Regions from separate parts of the Sus scrofa genome. Here region 2 is linked to region 1. A link is a contact called in public HiChIP or PLAC-seq data. All regions are on one chromosome and are shown on one strand. Each heading gives the region's core, a stretch centred on a gene start, on an enhancer-like site or on the middle of the called end of the contact. The rest is flanking DNA. Distances are from core to core; before and after follow the strand shown. Region 1 holds the start of DMTF1 (cyclin-D-binding Myb-like transcription factor 1). Region 2 holds the start of KIAA1324L (UPF0577 protein KIAA1324-like homolog).

What was found. HiChIP or PLAC-seq counts read pairs in DNA pulled down with a chosen protein or histone mark.
Region 2: a contact with region 1 is called in an H3K27ac HiChIP or PLAC-seq map of skeletal muscle. The contact joins the promoter of KIAA1324L here to the promoter of DMTF1 in region 1. A contact is called at or near these places in 4 of 47 Hi-C or Micro-C datasets (brain, embryonic fibroblasts, epiblast stem cells and 1 more) and 1 of 2 datasets of contacts at active chromatin or transcription factors (skeletal muscle).

What each region holds. Positions count from the first base shown.
Region 1 is chr9:93,460,545-93,466,540 of Sscrofa11.1, forward strand. It overlaps DMTF1 (cyclin-D-binding Myb-like transcription factor 1), which reads right to left and starts at 2,585. Exons shown (of 17, transcript XM_021063471.1): 1 at 2,384-2,585. It overlaps LOC102166910 (a long non-coding RNA gene), which reads left to right and starts at 2,604. Exons shown (of 3, transcript XR_001304172.2): 1 at 2,604-2,720.
Region 2 is chr9:93,537,463-93,543,458 of Sscrofa11.1, forward strand. It overlaps KIAA1324L (UPF0577 protein KIAA1324-like homolog), which reads left to right and starts at 3,384. Exons shown (of 22, transcript XM_003130217.5): 1 at 3,384-3,744. The coding sequence starts at 3,556.

The DNA.
Region 1 (5,996 bases), core at 1,335-3,834:
TAAAAATTAGGGTCTGTAGATGTTGGAGAGTTAAAGTGAGTAGAAAGATGAACATTAGAGAAAGGTAAGGACTAGTTTTGTTCTTTTTATTTCACTGTTAACTGGTAATATTTACCTAATCTTACAAATATACTTCTCTCTCCCTACTGTGGGGTAAATGAGATTAAATTGTGTCCAACTAACAAAAAAAAAAAAAAAAAAAGAAGCCTGTGAAAACAAGAGAGCTTTAAAAAGGAAAGGAAGAAGACTAAAAGAGGGCACCTACCTTTCATTTCCCAGCCATGCTCTGCCTTCAAAGCTCAAATCCTAACCAACACTCTTTTGTGATTGCTTCCCCTCAAAATACTTCTAAAACCTGAATACCTAGAGAAAAATGTTTATATAGCATATATTTATTCATATTAACTGCTCAAAGGATGGACTTAAAGTTCTATGTAAGTACGCAATGCCCAGTACTTACTGATTAACTGTTGATGAAGACAGGGCAATAGCATTTTGGCTCCACCATCTAGCTCAAATGCAATCAAATAAAGATTCACGCAGAATATGCAGGTTCTAGATCAGTCCCAAAAAGCATATTTTGGGGTGAGCCTATCAACTAAAATAGTAAAAAAAAAAAAAAAAAATTAGCTTGTTTGGTGGCACATAAAAGTACTAGTATATGGGAGTTAAAATATAAAGATTATCATGAAACACGAAATATATTTATTTTCTTAAATAACAGGTAATTTTTTTTCCCAGGAAGGATCAAGCTAGTATTTGTCCCTTGTGAATGAAGGGAAAAATCTTTATTCTCATACCAGATTTTACTCTACAGCCTGACAATTTCTGCAACACTAAGGAATGTAAACCTTAATTTATTCTAAACCTTAACTACTAAATCTCAACCTAACAAACATAATCTTACTACCACTACACCATCAGAGCAAAAAGCTGTTCTTGGTGTATTATTACCATAGTCTAAATATTTAAGGGGTAGTAAATTACTAAATAAGTGAATAATAAATGCAGTAATAATAAGTTATTTGAAACATAAATTTAAAATCAGCTCAAAGGAAAAAAATCTGAAGTAACGAAAGAAACTGAAAATCTTTCACTGAAAAATAGTTTTTCTGTTGATAAAACTTTCAACACAAAGGAAGAATTAAACTACAGCTTAAAAGCTATAAACGGTTGTCTTTCACGAATTCAAAATAAAGGCAAAAATCAGTAAAAGATAAAATAGTTCCAAATGGTGTTGTTCTAAGCGTAACATACTGAATATTAGACAGTAATCCTACAGAACACGCATTTTGTTAAATAGCCCAAAGAGAAGCCTCACCTACTGTCGGAAAGAAGATACACGAAGATGAATCAAGTTACGAGAAAAGCAACCACACATTGATCAATCAGGGAAAGAAAGTCCTGACCTATATTTCAGAGATTTATCACCTCTCCTTATCTACATCCAACTGTTTTTATTACAAAAACACATGCTGTATCATTCAACTGCAGAGAACGGCACTTGGCCACTTTTATTTTCAAATCTATGTTGTAGTTTCCCTGAAAAGATTCTCAAACTCTATTTTAAAGGATGAAGAAGATTAAAACAAAAAAAAATTTTCTTTGGAACTAGGCAAAATACAATTCCTAGTTTGCAATCGCATTTTCCTGGTTTCTGCCGGGTTAGGTCTGTCTCCCAGCACTCCAGCCCGTCTTTCCCTTCAAAAAGAGACTCAGGCTGACAGAGAAGGTTTGTCCGGCAACAACGATCCCCTCGGCCTGGGCCACGAATAAGTGAGCGAGAGTGAACCTCAAAAAAATGGGAGTAGAGTCGAAGACGCAAACAAGGTAAAAGGGAAAAAAACCGGGTGGAGTAGGGCGAGACCCGCCCCAACTCTCTCCATTCCATCCAAGCCCACTTCTCCTTCACTGGGTGATATAATTAAACCGAAAAGCTAACGAAAATATTAAAATTAAACAAGAACCCTTCGAGAAAGCAAGGAGAGCTTCCTAATCTCCGCCATCCCAGGCCCGAGTCTCTAGCCTAAGCTCTCGGCCCACCCCACCCCCAGGGGTCCCGGCGCCATTTAGCTCCTCCGAAGCCGCCGCCATTTTCCGCCCCCGCCGATTGCTAGCTGTGGCTCGGCGGCCGCTCGCTACCCTGCTCTGTAGCCCACGCCACCGCCGCAGGCCCGGCCCCGAGAGGGAGGCCCTGGCCTGAGCGTGCGGGACGGCAGCTTCAGCGTCACGAAGGCCCATCTCCGACCCCGCCCGCGGTGCCCCGACGCCGGCAGCTGGCGCCGGCCGGCGGGAGCAGGCGGGAAGCAAGGGGGCCGGACAGGCTCCACTGGGCGGAGCGGCCCTAGCGGCGGTTGGGACCTGAAGGTTCCATCGCACTTACTTCCTGTTTTGGGTCCGGGCACTTTGGAAGAACCAGGATGGAGGCTCCAAAAAATACCAGGATGGAGGAAGCAGCCACGGGCAAGAGTGGCTGCAGCTGGAGTGAGCGAGCGCTACGAGCCACCGGAAACGGAGCTACGGCCGCGCCACTCCCCCAGCCCCCGCACGCTCCCCCGCCCGGCCTCCTCTCTCTAGGGGCGGCTCTGCGCGCCTGACGCTTACGTCACTTCCGGCCAAGTTGGAGCGCGAAAAAGATTCCTGGTCATTGGAGCTTCAGTCCCCGTCTGAATGGGATTTGTTTATGGTCTGCTGTTTTCCTCTTCTCTTAGGAAATCTCGGTACTGATCATGCCGTTGCTAATACTATGAAGGAGAGCCTTTTTGGGCGCAACTGTGGTCGTCCTAGCTCAGGGCCGGTTGGGTCCCGCCAGCTGATTTTCTTTATTACCTTGGGGCTCTTGGCTGAGGGAGCCGCGGTGTGGAACGTCTTTCGAGCCGGGTCTGAGTGCAGATAGAAGCTAAGAATTGTGTGTCTGGGTTTTCTCACTTGGTCAGCCTTGCTGTAGGCGCGTAGACGTGTTACCTATTGGTCATGTGATGCAATTCTGGGTGAAATGTATCTTCTCTGAGCTTAGGAAGATGCTATTTTGTAGCGCACGGCAGGCCTTGTAAAGCACTGCTTTTTTGCTCTGGCTGCGCTTCAGTTACCTGGAGAGCTTTCCAGGCAAAACCGATACTCGGCCCCACCCCTAGGGAGTTTTTAAGCCTCCGGAGAACCCCTGCAAAGATTTTTGTTTTGAAAGAGTTCGGAAGGTTTAGTGGTCAGAACCCTGTTACAACTCTTTATGATTCTGACCTCAGTTTACTTGTTTTTAAACGTGGTTTATTTTACGCTGCTTCTCTTTCGCTACTGGGATGTCAGGAGTTTAAAAATTACAGTTGACACATGTTCTTGCATCCTACAACTGTGTGTAGGCTCACAATACATTGTCGCAATGGGAATGAATTCAGCATCAGTCGTAAAGGTCAAAAGAAGGCAACATGGGAATATGCACATCTTGGATGTTAATAATGCCTAGTGATTTCCTCTGTTTTGGCTTTTTTAAAAAAATTGTGTTATGCAACCTTGATTTCTTTCGAATTCAAAATGTAGCTGACTTTGTGGAAGTGACATTAATTCATCGAAGAAAGGGGAAGACAAGCAAACGGCACAATATTTGTTTAGATTTTAAGCCGAATGTATATAGTTTTCACCAGTAGTACATATTACCTGTTCTTCGGGGTAATTTTCTCACTGATAAATGTTGCATTTCACAAAAAGGAATGTAAAATGAGATAACATCGCACACCATTTAGAATAGCCAAAATTCACAACACTCACTGCACCAAGTGCAGATGAGGCTGTGGAACAATAGGAACTCTCATTCGTTGATAAAGGGACTGCACAATGGCATGGACACTTTGGAAGACAGTTTGCTGGTTTCTTCTAGAAGCAAGCATATTCTTGCCATATGATCCATTAATTGCTCCTTGATATTCGCCCCAAATAGTTGAAACCTTACTTCCATGTAAAAACCTGCACACATATTTATAGAAACTTCATTATAATTGCTAAAACTTAGAAGCAACCAAGGTGTGTATCTATTACTAAATGGATAAACTGTGATACATCCATACAATGTAATATTCAGTGGTAAAAAGAAGTGAGCCGTCATTGAGCCATGAAAAGACAGGGAGGACCCTTAAATGCATACAACTAAGAGAAAGGACTTAATCAGAAAAGGTACATTCTGAATTATTTCAACTGACATTCTGGAAAGGGCAAAACTATGGAGAGAGTAAGAAAAAACAAAAACAACAACAACAACAAAACAAAATTAAAAAACAGTAGTTGCCAGAGTCTGAGGCCAGAGGAAGAGAAATAGGTGGAGCATAGAGGATTTTTAAAGACAGCAAGAAACAATTTTGCATAATGCTGTAAAGATGATACAAGGCATACATTTATTGAAACCCATAGACTGTACGACATGGACAGTAAACTAATATGACCTATAGACTGGTTGTCAGTGATGTGTCACTGTTGGTTCCTCATTTGCAGTAAATGTACCACTCTGGTAGGGGATGCTGATGACAGGGAAGGCTATGCATGTGTAGGGCAAGGGATTTATAGGCATTTGTTAGTTATGATTAACTTTGTTGGACTCCGGGTTTTTTATAACACTTTCATGAACCCCATCAGCAACAGAATATTGATGAAATGACCTTTCTTTTATAAAAAGTTGATATGTTAATATAAAAGTGTTTCAAATACCTAGAGGCATGTTCTCTTGTTTCATGATTGTGTCATGTCCTGGATGTCATGATTCAGAAAAAGAGACGTTTGCAAGGATTTTTGTCCAAAGTAAATGAAAAATATAATTACTGAGTAGTCTTTTCATTCTACACAATCTGAGTCCTATCAATACAGCTGATGGGTATACATTGGAAAGTCTTCCAGAATTCCTAAGAGCTGATGGGTATTCCTGTGCTAACAGAAGAATGAGCAAGTTGTTCTTAGTTAAGCTCACACATCAGAATCTTCCAAGCCCTCTCCTGTTTCAGATGGTACTCCTTCTCACAACCTCTCTCCCGCCTCCCTTATGTGTCAATGTCTCGGTGTCCCTACATTTCTTTTAATTTCTCAGCCTGTTTACCACCACTTCATACCTCCTTCACTTTCTTGCCTTTTGCAGTAGATCTTTACTGAACGCTGTTAATTGGACATTAACAAAAATTGGTTCCTCTTCCAGTTAGGAGAATGGAGAAGTCAGACTTCATATTCTTTTAGCAAGTGAAGATAGAAATTTCCATTCTGTCCTTGAAATATTTGTGGGCAAAACAAAATAGAAAGCATTAAGTTACTCTACTAAATTGGGAGACTGTGTGAACATAGATTCAAATACCTGTCCCTTTATAATCTGGCATAGAAGGAAGAGGGATAATATATTGGTTAAACTCATCAATAATTGCCAATTTACTAAGTTCTAAAAAGGATATAAATAAGGTGCTCTGAAAGTGAACTTTACATACAGAGTTCAGAGCAGGTCTTCCTGAGAATACATGTGAGTAGGGACTGGAAAGGTGATAGGAAATCACCAGAGCAGGCGGTGGGAGGTGGGACAACATTTATCCAACTAGTGTGGAAAAGAGTGTATTTGTAGAAAGCAACTGGCCTGTAATGTTTATAAAATGGCGAGAGTACAGGGCTGGTAAGCGGTAGGCTCAGTCTTTGGCAGATGTTGAGTTTAAACATATTCCTCTGAGGCTGGAGCTTGGCACATTCCCAGAGGTGGCAGGATGATTTGCCACCTCTGCCTTGTCTTATAGTTTCAGTTAGCTTAGCAGATACTTAAATGTTTACTGAGTTCAAAGGTAATTAACCTTCTTAAACCAGAAGGTCAGAAACCTAACCATTTCTATTCTTTGACAGGAGGGATCGCCTTTTTTCAGATAAGGCCATTACTGGGGCGACTCTAGAATAAAACAAATGTCACTTTTTTTTTTTTTTTTTTGGCCACCCGAGGCACGTGGAGTTCCCAGCCAGGGATCAGATCTGAGCCCTAATTGTGACCTAAG
Region 2 (5,996 bases), core at 2,134-4,633, 78 kb after region 1:
TTCTTCCCGTAAAGTACAATGAAGGCCCCCCTTTTCCCCAACATATCATACTTAGGAATATGCTGTTTATTCAGATTTATATAACATTATATAATCACATTTCCTTACTTTGCTTCCTATTCTCTGGAAAACGTAATTTTTAATGTCTATACAATACTATGTTGTGAAAGAGCATAATTAATTTAGCCATTCCCCTATTTCGGGGCACCTAGCTTATTTTATTTAATTTATTTATTTTTTTGGTTGTGCCCATGGCATGCAGAAATTCCTGGGCCAGGGATCAAGGCTGTGCCACAACAGTGACAATGCTGTATCCTTAACTGCTAGGCCACTAGGGAACTCCTAGATTATTTCATTTTAAACTCTATTAGACAATAGTGAGTATCCTTAGAGAGAAACTATGTGCTCCTTACTTATAAGTTCCTTAGAGTCCTGGAAATAAAATTACTAAAATAAGGATAAACATATTAAAGATATAATACAATTGTCAGTTGATTTCCAGAAACACTTGTTTTCTTGTGTATAACCAACAACATAACGTTTGCTAAAATTATTCTCTTGCTAATTAGATAAAGAAAATACTTCCCCCTTTTTTTAAATTTTGACTGTTTAAAATTGCTTTTTTTTTTTCAAAAAATTTCTTACCTGGATTCATTCAGATTTTATTTTTTCTAGGTTTTGTGTGCTTAGGCAATCTTTAATTTTTTTTTTCACCAAAAAACTTCAAAATAAAAAAGAAAATAAAATCCATGTGTTTACCATCACTGGGATATAGCTATGACTTTTGTTGATTTTTTTTTTAGGTTGCAGATGTGTCTTGGATCCCACATTGCTGTGGTTCTGGCATAGGCCAGTGGCTACAGCTCTGATTAGACCCCTAGCCTGGGAATCTCCATGTGCCAAGGGAGCAGCCCTAGGAAAAAAAAAAAAAAAAAAAAAGGCAAAAAGACAAAAAGACCAAAAAAGAAAAAGGAAGAAATCACAGAAGGAAATGTTGCAATATTTGAGTACACAAAAATGACAATCTTCTGCAAAAAGGTCACCAGGAACAAAATTAAAAGACCACAAACTGAGAAGAGTATTGTGGCAATATGGTGTGATATATAAAATTTACAAAGGTTGCTTACAAATCAATAAAACAAAATTGAACTTCTGTGGAAAAATGGCCAAATAGTGCCAGTGAAAAATTCACACACATTGACAAGAGAAGGAAATATATAGCCTGTAAACATATGTGAAAAATTACTGTTACTGAAAACAGCTCTTTTGCCCCTTCCCTATCTGCCCATTCTCATTACCCTCTAGCCCTAAAAGAACCTGATTATAGAAATGAGATCACTAGGCAATTTAACTTAACTTCTAACTACTGAATGCAAACCATACTTGGTCTAACCTGCTGATTCTTTTCCCAGATTAAAAGAAGTAAGAATGAAGAATTAAGGAGTTAAAGAATAACTAGCTCTCAACTCCCAGAAGATTCTTTCCCTTCTTTCTCTTTAGAAACTATCATGGCTGAGCAGAATCTGGGGAATTGGTTCTGGGACAGGAGTCTGCCTTCTCCTCAGGTTGCCAGGCTTCTGATTAAAGCAACCCTTTGTTTAGACCAACACTGCCTCTCAAGTATTGGCTTTGGAGTGATAAGTAGCCAAACCTGAGTTCAGTGACATTACTAATTATAAAAATAATGTAGGTTTAAAAAATAATAATAAAATAGCATTTTCCTCTTCTACCAGAATAGCAAATATCCGAGGTATTATACTCTAGAATGCTATGAAATAAATACCCATAATAAACTGCTGATAAAAATTAACATAAATATTTTAAAGGAATTTGTGCACTATAAATCAAACTTTAAAAATGCACATAGTATGTAATTCAATTATTTCCATTCTAGAGAGACATCATAGAAAATTAAAAGGAGATATGTGTGCGCAGATTATGTACTAGGGCATTCATTCTGAATTATTAATAATATTGAATACTTGAGAAACAGTGCCTGATATCCAATAGTAAGTTACATATATCCAAACAGTAGAATACATTACTTAAGCTGTGCTGTCAGACTTTCATGGCTTGAAAAATATTCATGTTAAGGAAAAAATAAAAGCAGGTTACAAATTATAATTCCAGATTTGCAGTACACACACAATTAAGTACCAGGAAGGAAAGTCCTCAAGATGCTAATACCATTAATAATGTCTCTTGGTGGTAGGATCCCTAGTGATTTTTATATTTTTCTAATAGTCTTCAGTATTTTCCAAAGTATTTACACTAAACATGAATTACTGTTACACTCAGAACACACACTAACACATACACAGGAGACAGAGGGGAGAGAGAGGAAGGGAGGACTTTGACATGTCTTGTGGAAATCTTTATTAAAAAGCACATTAAGGACAGTGCCACAGATAAATTCAAGTTATATTGAGTCTGCCAAGCAGATTTCTCCAGGTGCTCGGTTATCGGAAATTTGGGTGCTCCTGCTGAACTACAGGATAACTAGCACATTCACAGAATTTTGCACGAATGAAAGGGCCCTTGAGATCCCCGACAGTGACAGTGTTCATCTTGCTCACCACTTGGTGCCCACCACCCAGTTCAGTATACTTTTAAGTGAAAGAGAAAAGAACTACACTCTAGTCATTATACAGATGGAGAAACCGCTTCCTCCAAAACAAAAGGGCTTACTTGCCCAAGGTTACACGTTGTCCCCAGGAAGGAACACCACCAGCAGCAATAATTAGGGCTACTAGTACTTCCAGCACGTACCGCTTCCCTCCTCGCTAGGCACTCTTCAAGTGATTTTGAGCATTGATGTATATAGTCCTCACAACAACCTTATGGGTTAGGTATTTTAATTATTTTCATCTAATCGGTGAGAAAACTAAGTCACAAACTGCACTTTTATTTCATTTCCCCCGTCCCCCGCCATTTCATGCAAATCCTAATAACTCCAAAATTCGATCTAACACCCGCCAGCTTGGATCCTTAGGAAGGGATGCTCCTGGCGCGCATCTGTGTGACGCGCGAAGTAAGAAGATTTTAAAGAGCCGCCGGAAAATAATGTCCCTATGTCCTGGATTTTACTCTGGCTCCCCCCATCCCCCCGAAGCGTCCCTCCCCGTGGGCCAAGGGAACTGGGGGTGGGAGACACTATGGGGACACCCCGGCCTCTCTCGCCCTTCACCGCCTATTGAGGCTCGCGTCCCCAGCGGCCGCGCAACCCCCCACGACCCGCGGGGCTGGGCCGCCCGCTTCCCGCCCCGCCCCGCCCCGCCCCGCCCGCACCACCTGCTCCCCGGCTCCCGCGTCCCCGCCCCGCGTCCCGCCCCCGCGCCGCGCCCGCGCCCTGCGGTCCCTCCCTCCGGCGTGACGGGAGCACCGGCGCCGGCCGCCGGGGCGGCGAGCGCGGGCGAGCTGTCAGCTGGCCGACCGGCAGGGGCCGAGCGACTGGCCAGCAGAGCGCGCAGCCCTCGCGGCCCGGGAGCCGGAGCGCGCCCCACCCGGGGAGGCTGCCTTCCAGCCTGCCAGCTGACCGCCCGCAGCGGGACAGAGATGCTCCTCGGCCAGGGGCCGGCGCGGGGGAGGGGCCGGGGGCGGCGGGCCGGGTCTCCCCACTGCGGGCTCCTACAGCCTTGGAGCCCCGCCTGGATCTGCTGTTGGGCGCTCGCCGGCTGCCAGGCGGCCTGGGCTGGGGACCTGCCCTCCTCCTCCTCCGGCCGCCCGCTTCCTCCTTGCTTGGAGGTGAGTCGCACCTGGTCTTTTACCTGGAGTTTGCGGGGGAGGAGGGAGAGGGAGAAGAGGAGTGAGGGTTGTGCTGGTTTATGGCTCTCTGCGGACGCCTCTTTCCTTCCCTGGAGGAAAGGGCTTTTCATTGGTTTCCAGGACTGAAGTTGCCGCCTCGGGAAGCTGGCCGAGAGGGTGTGAGGCTCTGCTGTCGCTGGGGGGATGCTTTTCGCGCTCCAGTGTTTTGAGGGCTCTGAAGGACTTTGCGGCATCCTCTTAGAGTGTCAAGCTTGAGGGACCTGGGGCTGAGAGAGCTTTCAGAAAGGGGAGGGGACTGGGGAAGCCCCTTGGAGACCCATCTCTTCACAGCTTTTCCAGAAGCCAGCTAAGACCCCCCCCCCCAGGCTTCCCAGTCCCTCCCTCCCCCTTTCTTCACTCCCCCTCCCCCTCCCTCCACTCCCCAGTATCTACAGACCACTTCTTCCTACTCCTCTGCACTCAGCTTGCTGATAAGGCCCCAGGGACTTGCTAAGCCAGTGTGTGGTGTCACTTGGCATCCTTCTGCCAAAACATGGATGTGAAGTAGGAAGAAAAAAACTGTGCACTTAGGGAAGAGGTGGGTTGGTGATCTAGGAAATTAGAAAAGACTGAGTGCATATGCTCCTTTTGGTAGAAGGAGTAGAGTGCATATGCATCACCTGGTTGAAGCATTGCCGCTGTGTATTTTAAAGTTTGAGATTATTATTGAGAGCCAAAATGATAAATTATGGGGGGATGAGATTTTACTTCTGCTTTTAGGGGAACTGGACTGGCTGTGCGAAAAATTTATAGGGGGTGTCATCTGGTGCTTGCATAGGATGTTTGTCTTTCCCTTTAGTGTTCCAGAAAGTGTATCCTCTTAATGAAAATCAATGTGGGGAAGGAAGCACCATTTCTGACCTACTTTGAGTGATTACATTGAGGAGGATATGAGGAATAGATACCGTTTTTAGTAAGATTGCTAGGAATCAGGGTGATGGGTCATTTTAATTGCTGTAGCAAAAGTGGGTTAGCCAATAGCCCCTCTGGGAAGAAAGACCAGACCTTGTTTTTTTTGTGTCACTTTGGAATTTTACTCAGGCTTGATTTATAGAATGTCTGTGTCTAGACATCCTCCATGGATTTCAACCTTTCTCTCCCACCATCCCAGTCCCAAGAGAAACTGAAATGAAAAAATCAGATCAAAGGCACGTGTGTGAGCACACAGTAGTGTTGTAACTGGGGAAATCAGGGCAGGATCTCAACGAACAGCTGTGTTTAGTTTCAGAGTTTATTAGTCTAATCAGTTGTTTAATCTGTGTTCTCCTGTCACCTGGGAATAGTCCATTCCATATTTTCACAGAAAGCTCCTTCTTGGGCATCTTCGGATGATACACTTGTAGCAGGATAAACTTAAAACCTTGCATCCTGCCTCCAATCCCAATATGCGAAACCTGTGGTTTTTTTTTTTTTTTTTTTTTTTTTCCCTGAAGTGGAAAGTCTTAAGATTCTTGTAAAATTAATTCTTAGTAATGAAGACTCGAAACAGGCCTAAGTCAGGGCCAGTGGAGGTAATGTTACAGCTAGACTGATCCTTGATATGGTCACATGTTCGACACATGTATACCCAGACAGAATGGAGTAAGAGTCTGAAATCTAGGGCAGAAATACTGAAACCAGAGGCAAGGAGATGATGGCTGATTCAGGAAGGCTGTGTTCACTTAATTGTACTGACTTTAGAAATTGCATGTGACTCAATTTCTTGAGGTTTCAAGCCTTAATTTATAGAAATAAAATATTTAGGAGAATGCTCCTGGGCCTGCCTGTGGCTAGTCGTGTTTTTAGAAATGGTGATGCGCAGGTCCATTTATATTCTTCCTGGTGCCTGACAAACACTTGTAGGATGATTGACTGGGAGTTGGAGGTTCCTTTGGACATCAGAGGGGCCAAGTGGTCTTTCGAGTGGGGGTGGAGCTGTATCTGCTCCTTGGCATCTGGTCTAACTAGCTGAATTAATTTATGGAATTGATCATTGTTTTCCTCTGACATTGTTTTCAAGAGAACATTGAGAAGAGGAGGTTATTTTTCAGGCTTTGAGGGGGAGGGTCTGCTTATGCTTATGGATATGTAGAGGGCTTTCTCTGAGACAGGGCTATGGGCCAAACTCCCATGAACAAAGACATTGTTAAAGTAACTATTTTGTGGGCACTCCTGCATGTTTATCTCTTTCTACTCTTCATTACCACTTTGTG